2 separate regions of the Columba livia genome follow, and region 1 is linked to region 2. Evidence: chromatin contacts called from public Hi-C data. All regions are on one chromosome and are shown on one strand. The core of a region is the stretch at or near the end of the contact, and the rest is flanking DNA. Distances in the headings are between cores, read along the strand shown.

The links. Hi-C and Micro-C count contacts between places; a contact is called where the count stands out from the background.
Region 1: a Hi-C map of crop shows a contact between it and region 2, with 4 times the contacts expected there. The contact joins the enhancer-like site here to the promoter of CREB3L2 in region 2. A contact is called at or near these places in 2 of 2 Hi-C or Micro-C datasets (crop and liver).

Annotation. Positions count from the first base shown.
Region 1 is chr1:151,187,951-151,193,785 of bColLiv1.pat.W.v2, reverse strand. CREB3L2 (cAMP responsive element binding protein 3 like 2) reads right to left here. Exons shown (of 12, transcript XM_065038742.1): 5 at 4,542-4,720; 6 at 3,721-3,867; 7 at 1,949-2,007; 8 at 529-597. Among named protein-coding and RNA genes, the nearest start is that of DGKI, 26 kb to the left of the region's middle. Within about 2 kb of position 2,510, at least 1 of the 3 cell types and tissues checked has an H3K27ac peak away from gene starts, as active enhancers do.
Region 2 is chr1:151,125,586-151,131,755 of bColLiv1.pat.W.v2, reverse strand. It overlaps CREB3L2 (cAMP responsive element binding protein 3 like 2), which reads right to left and starts at 4,410. Exons shown (of 12, transcript XM_065038742.1): 1 at 4,080-4,410. The coding sequence starts at 4,187.

The sequences.
Region 1 (5,835 bases), core at 1,261-3,760, 64 kb before region 2:
TTCTTCGGAAATGAAGAAACATGAAGTTGATTTTTTCCCTCTAAATGAAGGAAATCCTGGGGTGTGAGGTGGTTAGAAGGGTGCACAATAATTGCAATGACATGTTAGTTCAGAAGGAATTAATAATGACTCTTCAGTGCTATAATTTCTGGATGTCTCATGTTCCAGGTCAAGGTCTCCTGTCAAAACAGTCTTTCACTAAATAAAGACAATCTGGAGAGTTGGGCTGTAGTTTTTAGTTTGCTATGTGTCACTAATCATGTTTCCTTGTGCAGTGGAAGAGCACAAATAAGAGTACTAGAAGATTTTCCAAGCACACCACAGGCTAGGGAGATAATATAAGACCTCATCAAAGCCTCTATGTGTTACATCACACTGCAGTCACAATAACTGGCCTTCTTCATCTTTCTTTGACAATAACCAGACCAGATACAGCTATCACACTTCAAGCAATCTCTTAACTTTCAGATTTTCATTTTTCACTGTAATATCATGCTACAGTTTTGTTTTATTCCCTTCATACATTACCTGTTGGTATTCTCCAGGACTTCAACCTTCTTACGCAGCTCACTATTTTCATTTGAACAAGTTTCAACTCTGGAGATAGCACAAGAAAAGAAAGAGGAATGTAAAAAATCAATCATTTATTAAACTTGCTTTCACAGAGATGTCTGTGGTCTTGCCTACACTTAATGAAAAGTTATACCAATGAGCTTTAGTCATAATCTTTAATCATACTTCATGGTGTAAAAGATATTGCAAAAGACACTACTCCCTGTGGAGCACCTGCTTACAGTGCTCAACTACACCCCAGCAGGTGTGGCTCACTCAGGGTGGGCTGTAACTACTTTTTGCCTCTTGAAACAGCAACAGCAAAGACCCTGCTCAGACTTTCTCTGTGCATCAGGCCATGGGACAGATACTTTTAAAGTTACAGAACATGCTGTATTTATGTCGCTAGCAAGTATTTTGTGCAAAGGTTTTCAATGTCTGCATTTCATTACTAGTATGAGGCACCAAGAAATCTAGCGAATGCTATGCTTCTGAAATCAGAACCTCGAATTTCAGGTGTGAAGAGTATTCATTTCCAAGAGAGTGATCACTTCCACACTGCTCCTGGAAACCCCCTAAACTAAAGTTGGTTATCATATGGCATGCCACATAAGAGGCCCAAGTAAAAATATAGGGCTCCTAAAAAGACAAACATGACCAGCTGTAATAGCTTCTAGAAGGAAAAAGGTAAAGGGAAATAGCTTTGGTATCTGTATGTATATGGTGGACTTTCACCAGAGCAACTCTGAGAAAGCAAGACTCATCCATAAAGAGATAAGAAGAAAAAAAAGGAAATTACATGAAGGATATCACCAAAGATGGTGCAAGACATTTAACAGATCCATCTGGTGAAATACATAAGAGAAATACTGGAATACTTGTCTGTTGGAATAAAGATTAACTTGGGATATAAATCACTAACTGGGAGTTTGGCTCCTTCCCTCTAAAGGAAATCAATGGGTCACATGCTGTTTTCCTGAGTCCTGCTTATTTTCCTAGGCAGTCTTGACTCACCCACTCCCTATTTCTGTCTCCATCTGCACTAGAAGACAGAATATGTTTGCTCTGAATCCACCTTTCCCTGGACGTTGCCTACACACAAAGCTAACAGACTTGCATGAGGGGGAGGCTGACAGCAGATGGGTTTTGCCTTATTTAAGGTTTGAAATCTCTGTTGGCACGTTAGCGACGTGCTGGAGGTAGACACAGCTATGTATGCAGCACCCCAGCGCACGTACAAGCAGAAACCAGGAGAAAGGCCTTTTCTCAGACACAACCACGAGATGGCAGCTGGCACTCTGTGCACAAAACAGTCCCAGCATCAACAGTTGGATCCCTTCCCAGTCCAGCAACCAGTGCTATTGGCCCGCTTGAAACAGGAAGGAGGCTGGCTTACTTCTTTTCCAGGCTGTCCATGTATTCTTTCTTTTTTCTTCTGCTTTCCTGGGCAGAGATCTAAGGAAAAAGGAAGAAAAACACCAAATATTTGGATAGGGAAAAAAAAAAAAAATCAACTAATAAACTGGTAAAAAGCCCTGATGTTATTAGATTCAAGTCTCTGTGCTGTTCTCACTTCTATTCCTGGTAAGCAAAGCACTGACTTGGTCTGTTTTCACATCCTGAAGCAAGACTGCTCCTCTCAGTAGTAGGAAAAAGATCATTCCTTGCTCTTACCAAATAACCTTAAAGTAAATCAGTTTTATCTGGAAAGAATAGCCTAGGACAAACACTAAAAGGTGATCTCAGGACAATGTCCTGTATCTGGCAGAGGAAAAACCCATCCATGTGCTAGACAGCAGCTTTGTAGAAAAAGACTTGCATGTCTTGATGAACAACAAGTCAGACATAGGTCAGCAATATGCCCCTGTAGCAAAGGTGGTCAACTAGATCGGAGTCTACACTAACAAGAGTGTAGTTAGCAGGTTGAGAGAAATGGTTCTTTCCCTCTATTCAGTGCCTGCAAGACTATAGTTGAGTACAATGTACAGTTTGTAGCTCTGAAGTAATTTTGGATGTACAGAAGCAAGCCCAGAGGAGGACCACTGCTATAATAAGCATGCTGGAGCACATGACACATCAGGAAAGGCAGAGAAAGCCAGGTTTGCTCAGCTTTGAGCAGAGAAGGCTAAGGAAGGAATTCTATTGCTATCTTCTACTATCTTGTGTAGCAAAGGTGATGTCAGAGTCTTCTCAGAAGCTTACAGCAAAATGGTAAGAGGCATCAAATACAAGTTGCAACACAGGAAATTCCAATTAGGCATTAAGAATTCTATCTATTTTCTTTTACCACAAGAGTGGCCTGATATGGGAACAGGTTGCCCAGAGATGCTGGGGATTCATCACCCTCTGAGACAGTAAAATGTGACTGGACAAGTCCCTGAACAACTTGCTCCAAGTTGACCCTGCTTTCAAAGCAAAGGGTTGGACCAAAGGATCCAGAGATACTTTCCAATATAAATTACTATGATTATAAGAAAGTGGTACATTAAATGCACAAAGTCACTTCCAAAAATCTTGAAAAAATATACTACAAGACCAAATTCCAATTTAGTGTGGGCAAATTTACTCCAGTGTCTGCAAAACCAATAACAGAATGCATTAACCTTCAAAGATGTGCTAATATCCTCTAGAACAAGTGAGCTGGTCAGGTCTGAAAAAAAAAATGCTTTCCTCCCTATCACTAGGTTCTTCCCTATGTTGGAAGAAAGTAAAGACTCATAAGGTACTTCACAGCCTTGGTATCAACCATTCATTTAAAGGTCATGGAATTCAGTGATCAAAAGACAAAGGCACTGAAATACACAGTCATATTTTAAAACATGAATCAATGGAAAATAACACCTTAATCAGCACAGAAAGAATACAGAGGTCTTCGCTTACCATAAGGGTGGGATTGTACTATTTTTAAAATGGAGCCAAGCAACAGCAATTTGATACCCTGCTTGCTAAATACTCTATTGTTCATGTGTTCAGGTAAATACCCAGACAGAAGCACACTGCCACAGTGACAGATAATTTGATGGATGTGTTTAGGAACAAAGAAAAACACTTTATTAAAAGACAACTTAAATCATTCAACAATACCACAGAGCATTACTGCATAATTGTTGCAGGACTTTTTAAATGAAGGATGAGCTGGAATTCCTACCGAAGCCAACTAACATTTACCTTGTTCTTTATTTTCCTGCGGATTTTCTTCAGCACTTTCTCCTCTGCTTTTGTCAGAGGCAGTTTGGTAGGGATTGGATACCCCTCTGCTATCAGTGTCCTCTTCTCCTCCTCTGTCAGGATAAGTGGGCCGGTCCCCTGTAATTTCTGGAAGTATCATAGAAACAAAATACTATAACAGCAAGTGCACACAGCCATAGAGAAAAGGGTGTTAGGGAAGAGAGGCAGCAGCTCTCCCACTTTAGAGAGGCCTCTGCTTACTAACACAGCAACCTCTTGTGATTGGGAATGCATAGAAGGGGAAGACCTTTTAGACAGCTTCCATGCAGAGACTGAACCTTTGGGACAGGATTCTCTCAACACAGTTGTTCTTGGCCCAGCTTTGAACACATTGAGACCAACAGTAAAACTTCTCTTGGCTTAAACAGGGAGACAAATGAGAAGTACTACTGAAAATCCCTCTCAGAAGATCACCACTTGCTTTTGACAAGACAAGAGAACAAATGCAGATCTACCAGAGACAGGTTAACCCAGTAGGGCTGGGCCTTAATGCAAAACACAATCCATGGTGGGAGAAACCTAATAACACTGTTGAACCCTGTTTCAACTTAGAGGAGAGGCACATGCTGTTCTCTGTGGGGAGAGAGCAGACCAGTGAGCAAGAACTACTGGATCTGCAGTTTTGACCTGAGATGGATTAAGCTAAAGAACAACAGAAAATCAGCAAATCCATGGCAAAAAAAACCAGTAATTAAAAACAAACAAACAAACAAAAACAAAAGAGAGAGAGAGATATGCTAGAAAAAGCCAGCCCAACTTACATGTGGTGCAGTCAGGAGGGGGGAATTGGAGAGCGCTGAAGTTGTGCGTGATGTCACTTTAGCCGTGGCTTGTAGTTGGATTGGACTTGAAGGAGGGAGCGATCTAGCCGGGCTCTGTCCTCCTTCAGAGTCACTGCCATGGCTGCTGGGAGGGGTTGGAGGCAAATGCAGAGGATCCACTGCTAAATGGCAAGAGAGACACAGACCACAAGGTTTTGAGGCTCCAATTCAAATTCCCACTAGAGTTGCCACCACCACCCAGCTTCCAAGGCTAGGAGTGTCTGCTAAAAAATGGATGAAGCAAAAATGGCAGCTTGAAAGATTTTCAGAGGTCTCCAAAGAAGGAATGAAATTCAGCAGCTATCTTTATGTTCAACAGACAAACCAGGGCTCCACACATATGTTCCAGTCACTTCTGTCTACAGTTTCTTCTCCAAATGCTTTGAGGTTTAATATAATCCTCCAGTACAAGTCCCCTGTCCCTGGGAAACCACATTAACAGAAGGGCTCTGAGCCAGTATGCTTTCTCTCCAAAAACAATAGTCTTTCTTAAGCTTGCTGTGGATTAAATAAATCACCAGTATTTTTCAAGAGAAGGCATCACATCCAAGGTGTTATACGAACAGGGAGGAGAGAAATAATCTGCCTCCTAAGGACCTGGGTTTGGCACAGCTGGGAAGAAGTGACAACCTAGTGACAGCAAAGGCTTTAATGTACTGATGGAACAGGAACAGCACAGCAACCATCACAGGAACCTCTCTCACACTGTGCTATCTGTGGCCATATGCGAACTTATACTGCACTTGCAGCCAAAAGAACCTGTGCTATAACTGGCAAGCCAAGTGCTGTTTATGACCAAGTGAGTCTGAACCAAGAGAAACAGGGCAATGTCTCACCAACTCATATTACATGGACAATTTAGCAGATGTCCAAACCAGCCATAACTAAGTCAATTTTTTCTCCGAGATAAATTTACAGCAATGAAAATTGGGAGTAGGAAGATACAGGGCTGAATTTGCCACCTTCCACTCCTGTTGTACTTTGCAAATTTGAGCTGAAAAGATCAAATGGGCACTGGGGGAGGAAGGAGGAAAAATAGTAACAAAAAATAGCTATTATGTAGGAGCTCTTTTTTGTCTAGCATCTGAACTCTAGTAGTTGCCAGAAGAAAATACACACCTGAAAAAACAGCAAGGCCTTTAATCCCACAAATTGAGCAATCAAACCTATGCTCTCGTTTGAGATACAGCCTCCCTTTTTCCACCTGCTACATTATTTGCTTCTCTCCCTAGAG
Region 2 (6,170 bases), core at 3,161-5,660:
TTCAAGCCCACCGGCTTATTATGGGAAGTAAGCGCAGCAGCAAGGTGAAGAGTGTGCAACCTAGCTGCGCTTCTGCTCCCTTTGGGTAGTGACAGGCTTTTGCACTTTGATCAACTGCCAGGAAAAAGAAAAATCATATAATAACAATAATACCTTGCACAATACCAGCGTACGGTGTTACTGACGCACAATCGTAACAAGCTACAGGACATATAAGGATTATATATGCAAACATGCCTCTTCCCCCTTTACTCTGTGCTGGTGAGACCACACCTGGAATATTGTGTCCAGTTCTGGGCCCCTCAGTTCAAGAAGTACATGGACCTGCTGGAGAGAGTCCAGCCCAGGGCAAGAAAGATGATTAAGGGAGTGGAGCATCTCCATTGGGAGGAAAGGCTGAGGGAGCCGGGTCTCTTTAGCTTGGAGAAGAGGGGTGGCCTCATTAATGTTTATAAATATGTAAAGGGTGAGTATCATGAGGTTAAAGCCAGGCTCTTCTCGGTGACAACCAATGATACAAGGGGCAATGGGTACAAATTGGAACACAGGAGGTTCCACTTAAATATGAGAAGAAACTTCTTCACAGTGAGGGTGCCAGAACACTGGAACAGGCTGCCCAGGGAGGTTGTGGAGTCTCCTTCTCTGGAGACATTCAAAACGCGCCTGGACACATGCCTGTGTAAACTCCTCTGGGTGTTCCTGCTCCGGCAGGGGATTGGACTAGATGATCTTTTGAGGTCCCTTCCAATCCCTAGCATTCTGTGATTTGGTGATATGCCATGAATACACCTCTGGGAAAGGAAGCCACTCTGGAAAAATAACTGCTATAAAGCTATCTAGCATCCAGGTGATTACTATAAACAGTGAAGACTTTAACGAGCCACCTCGAGGACTGCTGCCTGCCAACACCAGAGCTGAGCTCCTCAGGGTCTGAGTTTCTCCCAGCACAGACGGTGACATCACCGACAGCACCAGCAGAGCAAGGGAACTGCTCCTCACGCTGCTTCAGGCACTGGTGAAATCATCAGCTGTTAAAGAGAAATGTAAATCCCCAGGCGGCTGGATTTCAGCCCTGGTAATTAAGGCAGGCTGGAACAATGTAAAATAGAGGTTGAGTTTATAAGTGTATGCACACTTGCCTACTAGCTTCAAATCAACCAGACCCAGGAATGGCCTTTGTAGTTGTAAAAAGGTTAAGATTTAACTTAAAATACACAAAAGGCAGCTGGCACAGAATTCTCACCCTTGCCTGCATACATGGGTCCAGCTGCCAAAGAGGACACGGATCCTTCTTCCTGCTTGTGAACTCTCCTCTCAGTCGTCATCTTTTCCCTCCTCCCCCTCGCCAACCCAGCTCTCACAGCTTGGGCTGTGCGACTGTCCCAGGCACCTTTTCCAAGCCCACTCACAACTTTTCGTGAAGACAGGCTCACACACCCGGCTATGGGACATCTCAGGAGCATGCAAAGACCAGAAGATGCCACTGGGCACGTGTTCCTCAGCCGTGAGGATGACAGCCCACAGTGGTGGGCGCCCACGTAGAGAGAGCATGCAGAAGGGTCTGCTCATCACCTCCATCTTCTCAGAAAGGCCCTGCAATAACTTAACAAACACAGCAGAACCGGCTGGGTCAAACCAGTCCAGATGGAAAGCATAAGCCAGGGGAAGAACTAATGTTTCATCCATAGGGGTTTTTGTTTGTCCGGTTTGTTTTTAAAAACGTTTCTACGAGGCTTTGGCCCGGAGTAAATGGAGAACTTGTGTTTCACGACATCAAGCACAGTATTTTCCTCCACACAGCAGGATGCACTCTGCAAAAAGTTCAGGAAGAAAGTTGTGCTCCCCCTCTGAGAATAATAATTTCAGAAAACTTCCCTTTTTTTCCTTTAAAGATCTTAATATACCACTATACCTACTTCATCCATAGTGTTTCATTGCTTTTATTTTTTCATTGGTAACTTCTTTTGGAAGAATCCCAAAACCAACAAAAATATAAATTGATTTCACACTTTTTATTTTAAGTTGGTCTACATAAGTCATAAACTCCTAAAAAAAACCCAACCAACCAACCAAACAAACCACACAAACAAACCAACAGCAGAATGCTACTCCCAAAGGGAGGGGTCACAGCCCAAAGTTTTGAAGATCCATCTATGCACTGCCTCTTGCAAAACACACATCACCGTAGCATTTGAAGTTCAAAATCCCCAATAAAACTTGAAAACAACAGAGGGAAAAGCACCACATTTCCATCCACCAGACAGCCAGGATGTTTTGTCTGTCAAGTTACACATAAAACCAAGCCTCAGGCTTGCTGAAATATGACAGAAACCACACATATCTGTGTCACTAAAGCCACAAGTTCTAGCCCAAGTGCAAGATTGCCTTCAGTGAATTAATTAAAAACATATGAGAAAACTGAAGAAGAAAAAAGTTACAAGTGGCAACTTCATTCTCATCACGAGGATCCAAACAAAGTAGGAGGAAGTATCCCAGTACCACTGTAAAATCTGAGTAGGAGCACTGTCTGAAGAGACTATCATTTCATTCACAACATTCTTCTTGTTGAAGAAAAAAACCCCAAAACCAAGAAAACAGCTGTCTGAAGGAAGAGCTTTCCATTGTTAAGTGTTCCAGCTGGCTCTTCCAAAGAAAAAAAACAACCCACCACAGCATCTGATTGCTCTTCCCCAGATCTATCAGAAGATACACGTTGCGCAAGAACACCCAAGACTTTTCAAAGACAAAGCAGCCAAACAACATTTAAAGAAAGTCTTGTTGTTTTTTAAAAAAAACTTCCTGCTGAAGCCAGGTTTTGCAGCTTATCACGGACATGATCCCGGATCAGTAAGGCCACAGTGTACCGCACGCAACAAATAAAATTATCTTTGTTTGCCTTTCAAGACCAACACCAGGATCTCCACGGAGCACCAGCATGCTGCCCAGCCACACATCGCGCTGCGGGATCAGCTCTGCTCTCGGTGGGGTGACTGTACTTGCACATCACTCTCCAAGGTGCCAGAAAGAAACGCGGAGGTCCCACGGGCACCGACCACGCGACACGCCAGCCACTGTCACCGTATTAAACAGGGTTCTCCCTTGGGGCCCACGCTGGAGACTACTCTGTGCTTTGCACCAGCTGTGGACTAGAGGAGTCTCTCGTGCACGCCATCCCAAAGCGCTCCAGCTCTCTTCCACTTAGGATTTGCACCTACGTGAGTTTATAAAGTTTTATCTCTGTGCTTGCAAAAAGCCTCCACATTAACAGAGAAACAAAAGATGTAGTTCCTTGAGATTGTCCTAACTATGCATTTTGCACAAGTGAAAGTATGAGGATTCCAATTAAAAATAAAGTCAAAACTAAAGGCTATTCAAGCAAGCATTTAACCAACATGTTTAAGAGACATCTACAGGATAGTTAACTTTTCTGACACTGGCATGATGACAAACGACCAGGTTCCAGGGAGTCCCTCGGGCCACGATGTCCATCCCGGGACAATCCAGGCCCTTTGGTCATCTCCTTCCTGTCCTGCGCCGGGGGACACCGCGGAGCGGGAGGGTGTTCGAGGAGGACACCCGGCCGGCTTCCCCTGACGGCACCCCCGGGGGAAGAGAGGAAGGGGGAGCCCCGGCCGGGAGAAGGGGACAGAGGCGACGCCCAGGCTGGGCTCCCGGCCTGCGCAGGGGTACGGGGGCAGCAGGCCGAGCGGGACCCCAACTGCCAGAAGCCGCCAGCGGCTGCGCCCGGGCGCGGAGGAAGTTGTGACACGACGGCGCAGACGGGGCGAGACACGGTCCCAGCGCCGGCCCGAAGACACCCCGCTCCCCCGAGGGCACCCGGCCCCGCGGAGGGGCGGCGGGCGAGCACCTGTTGGCCGAAGGCCTCCACCCGCCCAGCACCGACCCCCGCCCCAAGGGGGAAGCCGAGAACGCCTGGCACAATCCCTGCCACGGCGCCCCGAGACGCGGCCGCCCACGGGGGGCGTCTCAGCCATCCCATCCCCGCCCTCCCGGCGGCTCCGGCCGGGCACCGGCCCCCAGGAGGCCCCTCCAACGGCTGCGCCCCCGCCGCTCCTCACCGTGTGGCACAGCAGGGTGTCGGGGTCGGCGGGCTCGCACAGCTCGCTCAGCTTGCGGTCCCAGTGCAGCAGCGGCTGCTGCTCCCCGCCGCTCTCGCACACTTCCATGGCGGCCGCAACCAACGGGGCAGCCCCGCCGGCCAACCCACCGCCTCCCTGCCTGCCCCTGCGCACCCGCGGCGGCCGGCTCACGCCGCGCCGTCCGCTCCCATGGGCCGCGGAGCCGCCCGCCGGTCGCTCCCCGCCTCGCTACCGGGCTGAGGCCGCGTCCCCGCCGCCAGCGGGAGTGTGCGGACACCGCGCCGGGCGGGCCACCCCCGCCAGCTGCGCGCCGCGCCCCCACCGCCCCGCGGCCGCGCCACGCCCCCGCAGCCGAGGCCGCCAATCGGCACTCCCCGCACGGCTCCAGCTGTGGAATGTGGGCGGGGACCCTCCGGGCGCGTCACGGCGTGGGGGGAGATCCCCGTGCCCCGCGTGGCCAATGGAACGCCGGGGGCGCCGGGAGCGACGGGCTCGTCAGCCAACGCGGCAGCGACAAGACTGCAGCCGCCGCTCGCCGCCCCGCCCCCGTGGCGACGGCTGTGTGAGGGCGGGGGGCTGCGGGACGGGACGGGGCGCGGAGCGGCGCCTGGCGGCCCGCACAGCTGCCTGTGCGGCCTCCCGGAGCGGTACCAGCCCCGCCGGCTCAGCGGTAACCGTCCGGGACAGCCCCCGGGCCCCCGCCGTCCCCTCACCCCAGCGCTGCCGCTGCGGGGCTCACACGGTTTGAAGCTACCAACCCCTTGGTCCTGTGGTTTAATTAAAGAGGAAGCACGAAAATCAGACAACACTCACGGTTTGCTGGACTGAGCTCAGCTGACCTGCTCTATAGAGAAGAGATGTGTCAGAACGTACTTTGTAGAAAACAGCTACTTTAGGATAAACTGCATTTTAAAACTCTGCATGGCCACAGCATTCGCAGCAATGAATTCTCTGTTGACTGACACCACTCCCAGAGGGCTCATCAACCAGCAGTAAAAATAATCCTAGTCAATGGGAAATTCTGGTATTTTAAGACTTCCTTTCATGCCAAGCCGGGACAACGTTGACATTTCATTGTTCTTTAAAAACGAAATAAGCCAAATCTTTATGATTTAAGAAACTGGGCATTCTTCCATGTTTCCTTTCAGCTCCTGGAAGCTAATCAAGGGATTTTGCTGTGGGTCAGCTCAACACTAATTGGCATTTCCACACTGCGTCGTGCCTGCATTTTAACTGGATATCCTGATGCGTTCCTCTCTTCCAGAGCTCCCCTTGACGCTGCATCTCTCATGGCATGCTGCTTCCACTCACCCACAGAGCCAACGCTTGTGCCGTGTCAGCAATACAGTCCTCGGGAAGGAGAGCCTAGACTAGCCCTCCGAGGAAAACAAAGTCACAGGAACTTCCCAGCACCCATCAGTCACAGCAGAAACAAAAAGTGGAAAAATATTCATAACCTTGTCAGTGTTGTCCCTTTAAGACCTTTTGTTTGGTTTTTTTTTTTGATTAAAAAAAAAAATAGTGTAACAAAAGCTACATTGTTTGATGAAGAATATGAAGGGAAAATCCATAACCGCCCTAAACAAAGATCTCCTGCAAAGATGAGTTATTTGTGAAAGAAATCAGTCCAGTATATGCCCTCAGCAGCTCAGAAAACAGCTCAGGCCAAATTACTAGCACCTGAATTGTTAGCTACCACTTTGGCAAGCCTGACCAGAGGTACAAACTTTGAAACTTCTTGTGTCCTGGCAGTGTCAGGCACTGTTGTCAAAGCAATTACATTGTGCCAGTCCCAAGATGCAGATTGTGAAACTTGTAAAGGTCAGTTCCTTATCCCGAAACATCCCTGTTTTCATTGGATGTGTTCTTTCAAAGCTTTTGCTGCCTTGTGATAATCCGTTTAACAAAAGGCTCTCCATCACTCTGTTGGCTGACATTAGATCCTGCTAAAATCACTGCTGTGACTAGAGAATTTCTTTGGGCTGGAGCACTAAATTAGTGTTTTGCCCATGTGAGAAGCCTGAAGGGAGAGCCATCTTTGCCTTGTAAGCCAACAAAATAAAAGCCAGC